Regions from separate parts of the Mus musculus genome. Here region 2 is linked to region 1. A link is a contact called in public promoter capture Hi-C data. All regions are on one chromosome and are shown on one strand. The core of a region is the stretch at or near the end of the contact, and the rest is flanking DNA. Distances in the headings are between cores, read along the strand shown.

What was found. Capture Hi-C pulls out chosen DNA fragments and counts their contacts.
Region 2: a promoter capture Hi-C map of adipose tissue shows a contact between it and region 1. The contact joins two enhancer-like sites. A contact is called at or near these places in 4 of 484 Hi-C or Micro-C datasets (bone marrow-derived macrophages, embryonic stem cells and nephron progenitors), 1 of 115 datasets of contacts at active chromatin or transcription factors (embryonic stem cells) and 4 of 9 other capture datasets (adipose tissue, embryonic stem cells, liver and 1 more).

The regions. Positions count from the first base shown.
Region 1 is chr4:149,232,831-149,235,439 of GRCm38.p6, reverse strand. The region is part of intron 22 of Kif1b (kinesin family member 1B); the gene reads left to right. Among named protein-coding and RNA genes, the nearest start is that of Pgd, 67 kb to the right of the region's middle. Within about 2 kb of position 1,324, at least 14 of the 459 cell types and tissues checked have an H3K27ac peak or open chromatin away from gene starts, as enhancers often do. A contact at or near this core is called in adipose tissue, where this site is marked.
Region 2 is chr4:149,348,775-149,351,383 of GRCm38.p6, reverse strand. It overlaps Ube4b (ubiquitination factor E4B), which reads left to right. Exons shown (of 27, transcript NM_022022.3): 19 at 628-726. Among named protein-coding and RNA genes, the nearest start is that of Ube4bos3, 15 kb to the right of the region's middle. Within about 2 kb of position 1,298, at least 16 of the 459 cell types and tissues checked have an H3K27ac peak or open chromatin away from gene starts, as enhancers often do. A contact at or near this core is called in adipose tissue, where this site is marked.

The sequences.
Region 1 (2,609 bases), core at 75-2,574:
CTTTCCTAGCTAGAACAGTTCTAGTCTTCAGTGACAGTTTATATGGCAGATTCAACTTGGGCGAGTGAGGCCTGCTGTGTGTTGACTTCATCGAGACGACAATCTCTGTGCCATTTGGTCTGAATGTATTCTTGGTAGGCTCAAGTCAGTCACTTCAGTTTGTCTCTGTAACTCTTTCTTCTTCACACATAATTATACTACCTGGGTGTTTGTCAAAAATTCATTTTTTTGAAACTTAAAGTGTTAATTACTTAGGCTCTAACTTGACAGAAGATATTTCAGGTCCATAGAGGCTCACTTTGTTACAGATAAATGCTTTCCTTTCCTATTAAACACTGAAGTAAGCTCACTCCTCGATGCCAACATTACAGTGAAAAGTTTTGTACTGTTTTCCTGTACACATGTGGGTGGCATTTTGCCCCCAGAGATATTCCAAAGAATCACCTTTGTTCTTCTGCTAATCCAAGTGCCCTTGTATGACTGAAATACCAGACATTAAAGAAACCCTTGCTTTTCTAGGCAACCAGAAAAGAAAAGAATTCACTGCTAGCAGTATCTTTTCTTGCATTTGAGAGCACTTACCTTAGAAAACTGTGTGTACAAAATAGCTTGTTAGACTCACTGAACAAGTATAAACCACCATCATGCTTTTGTGGGGTCTTATTCCTTTATTAAGACGGCGTCTCCTCGATTTGCCCACACTGGCCTCGAACTTGGAATCCTTTTGCATCAGCTTCCACAGTTGCTGGAGTTAGAGGTGTGTGTTAGCAGGCTCAGCTTGTCTTTTTGTTTGTTTACTTTTTGGTTTTGTTTTAATATAGTGGTATCTCCCCCTCAGCTTAAACAAGACCAAAGAAAACTTGTCTTCATTAAAGCATTATTTTATTCTGAAAATATTCCTAGGTGTTATCATTGTGAAATGGAGAGAAGTGTTCATACGTGGGAACTGGCATTACCAGGCCTGTAGTAGAGTCCTACTTTATTGGATAAGGTTTTCCAGAGCAGACTGTTAATTCTATGGACAGTTACAAAATCTGGTTAATAAATTAAAACCAAAGGGCTTTTCCTCTACTCTTGCTTCTGATCCTTCTAGCATAGCACATTGTTTCTCCTTTCATAGGTAACACGACAAATAGGAATTGTTTATTACATTGAAGTGACTTGAACTGACCTTTGTGCTTTAGATGTAAGATACTAAAAACAAAACACTGGGTCTGTTACCGCGATGCCTGACTTTTTAAATGCTATCAGATTATAAGCAGTTGCGTGGGCTTCCCGTGGTCACTGCTGTAGCGGGTGCCTTCCTGGTCCTTTGTTGACTTGCCTTAATGATTTACACAGAAGCCTTCGAGCAGAGGAAGCTTCCTGGGGCCTACTGCAGTGTGATGAAGACGTTTTAGGTTCAGTGTAAAGCAAGCTTGTGTTCTGTACTGTTGGAGACAGATTCGTTACAAATGATTTTCATACCTGTCTGATTGATATCATTTTAAGCTCTGCTCTAGGTGTGGCCCACTTTAGGTTGTGAAATGTATCGTTTTTTCCTATTATTACTGTAAAGAGAAGTTGTGAATCTTCTTGTTGATGAACTCTGATTTTTCTCTCAATTTCTTAAAACCATGCTTGAAGATTGTCTGGGTGTGAGACTGCCTTCTCAGAAAGGGAGAGTTAGTTTGTAATATTAAAGAAATAAAATCTTCCTGAAATAAGCCTTGGCATGATCTTTAAGTGTGGTTTATCACTGGGGAGGAGGGGTAAGTGAAACAGGGGAATTCTGATTTCTCAGTCTCTTCCTGCTCTTTCATCTGAAGATAGTTGTGTGCCAAGTATCCTTTTCTTTGTATTTTTGTACGGATTTTCTTTTTTTTTATTAGATATTTTCTTTATTTACATTTCAAATGCTATCCTGAAAGTTCCCTAAACCCTGCCCCCGCCCTGCTCCCCTACCCACCCACTCACGCTTCTTGGCCCTGGCGTTCCCCTGTACTGGGGCATATAAAGTTTGCAATACCAAGGGGCCTCTCTTCCCAGTGATGGCCGACTAGGCCATCTTCTGCTACATATGCAGCTAGAGACACGAGCTCTGGGGGTACTGGTTAGTTCATGTTCTTGTTCCACCTATAGGGTTGCACACCCCTTCAGCTCCTTGGGTACTTTCTCTAGCTTCTCCTTTCTTTAGCGCCTCCATGGGGGGGGGGGGTGCTGTGTTCCATCCAGTAGTTGACTGTGAGCATCCACTTCTGTATTTGCCAGGCACTGGCATAGCCTCACACGAGACAACTGTAACAGGGTCCTTTTAGCAAAATCTTGCTGGCATATGCAATATAGTGTCTGGGTTTGGTGGCTGATTATGGGATGGATGGGGTGGGGTAGGGTAGTCTCTGGATGGTCCATCCTTTCGACTTAGCTCCAAACTTTGTATCTGTAACTTATTCCATGGGTATTTTGTTACCTATTCTAAGGAGGAATGAAGTATCCACACGTTGGTCTTTTTGTATGGATTTTCAAGCTTTTACATTTAATGTCCTTTTCTATTTTATGAAACCCAGGGCCCCAGGATGTAGCTAATGGGATAGTAGCACTTAACCTGCCACACAGGGCCTGAGCTTTGT
Region 2 (2,609 bases), core at 49-2,548, 120 kb before region 1:
TGAGAATTTTTATAGTTATGCATAAATACATATGAAGCTAGATTAATATTTCCCCATGTGTTTTTTAGTGGCTGTCAGTTTTAAAATTTTGCTATAACATTGGATGGCTAGAAAAGGAAGTTTATAAATTGGAAGCAAAGTGCTAGAGGTGACAGGCTCCTGAGCCTCCTGAGCACCAAGTCTCGGAGAGCCGAGGACACCGACAGTCACTGTTGTTGTTTAAGTCAGGTCTCTTACGTTCTGTGAACCCCCTAGGTCACAGGTATTGGTTAGTTTGGCCTGTGTTCCTAAAAGACTGGAAAAGCTTATATAAAGTATATGCTGGCTTTATCCACCCAGTATGAGTTGCTTGAAATGACCAAATTCGACCTTTGGGTTTCTTTCCCATTTTAACTACTTCCTTAAGTCTGGCAAGAAAAGAAGATGAGGCAAACACTTACAAAACACGCCCAGGCCTTCCTCATCCTTTCTGCACACTGCGGGTCAGTCGTTTGCCTGTGCACTTTTACACATGTGTTACACAGTGAGGGCTGCTCTTTCCACATGGGGCATTTGGAAGTACAACACCCCAGGTAATCAGTGTTCCATGATAGCATTTGTAAATTGTGGGGTTTTTCTCCTCTACAGCGTAACACTGCCTTTGAATTCAGAAGTCCCCAAGGTATTTGCAGCATTGCCTGAGTTTTATGTCGAAGATGTTGCTGAATTTTTATTTTTTATTGTACAGTAAGTACTTCCCGTACTGTATGTTCTTCTGCTTATACACTGTGCCTGGTCCTCTGAGCTGTGTCTTCTTCTGCTTATACATTGTGCGTGGTGCCCTGAGCTGTGTGTTCTGCTGCTTATACACTGTGCCTGGTGCCCTGAGCTGCGTGGTGTTCTGCTTATACACTGTGCCTGGTGCCCTGAGCTGTGTGTTCTGCTGCTTATACACTGTGCCTGGTGCCCTGAGCTGTGTGTTCTTCTGCTTATACACTGTGCCTGGTGCCCTGAGCTGTGTGTTCTTCTGCTTATACACTGTGCCTGGTGCCCTGAGCTGTGTGTTCTGCTGCTTATACACTGTGCCTGGTGCCCTGAGCTGCGTGTTCTGCTGCTTATACACTGTGCCTGGTGCCCTGAGCTGTGTCATGGTTCACATAGCTGCGCTTCAGTCGGAGGTTGTGTGACTCTGTTTACCTGAATGCTGCTCAGAACTTAGAGAAAGAAACCCCCTTCAGCAGCAGCTGATTCCAATTTGATCTCCAAGACAGAGGCAGTGGCAAGTTCTCTGTGAAACCTGAGCAGTGTTTGATAATTGAACAGGCTCTGGAGAAATGCCCCAGGAAATGTCCAAAACCAAAAGTACCCACAGCTGTGTTTGAACCAAAACTGTCTCCATTTGTAAAACTGGAGAAGCTGCGTGTCTGGTACGTGGGGGGAGATAGGCAGTTTGTTTGGATTTTTGTTTCCTAAAATCCTCACTTCAGGGGCTAGAGCCTTCTCTGGCCTCTCAGGGAGACCCCTCAGGTCAGCTGCCCAGCAGGTAAAGGGCCCTGGACTCAATCCCCAGTACTACTGAAAACAAAAATCAAAGCAAAGCCCTTCACTTTTCATTTTGAAACTGTGAGAGGTAATTTCTCATCACCATAACTATATGGGAACTGGTTGGCAGAAGAATGTGTGTGAAATCTGGTTTCAAACGCAAAAGCAGGATAGACCAGAAACAACATCCAAAGTTATACAAAGCAAATTTGTGTTATGTCCTAAAAGCTGCCCCCAGCCGAGCATGGTGGTGACTGACACCTGTAAGCCCAGCACCTGGAAGCTCACACAGGAGCATTGTGAGTTCCAGGCTAGCCTGGTCTACATATCGAGCCGCTCCCTCGATCAGCAAAAGGACAGACAAGCTCTCTCTGTGCAGGCCCAGTCAGTGGTGGTAACGTGGAGGGGTTAGTTTTTGTTTTTTTGAGACAGGGTTTCTCTGTACAGCCCTGGCTGTCCTGGAACTCACTTTGTAGACCAGGCTGGCCTCGAACTCAGAAATCCACCTGCCTCTGCCTCCCAAGTGCTGGGATTAAAGGCGTGCACCACTACCGCCCGGCTTACATTTTAATTTCTTAAAATTTGAACTTTTTTTTTTTTTTTTTTTTTTTAAATTGGGGCAGGTGGCTAGAGAGATGGAGATCAATTCCAGCAATCACGAGGTGGCTCACAACCACATATCCTAGGATCTGATGCCCTCTTCTGGCATGCAGGCAAACATACAGAGAGAGCACTCATTTACAAAGATTGGGTGATATTTGAGACTGGGTTTCTCTGTGTAGCTCTGGCTGTCTTGGAACTCGTCACTCTGTAGATCAGGCTGGCCTCAAACTCCAGAGATTCACCTGCCTCTACCTCCTGAGTTGTGGGATTGAAGGTGTGTGCCACCACTGCCTGGCTAAAAATATTTTAATTACATGTATTTATTCGTGTGCGCATGGGGTCCTTGAATGCTACAGAGGTCCTGCTAACAATTGGGTCCTAGAGATGGAATTCAGGTTGTCCATTCTGAAGCTGGGCATGGTCATGCATTCCCATAATATAAGTATTTGGGAAGTAGAGGCAAATGATAACACGTTCAAAGCCAG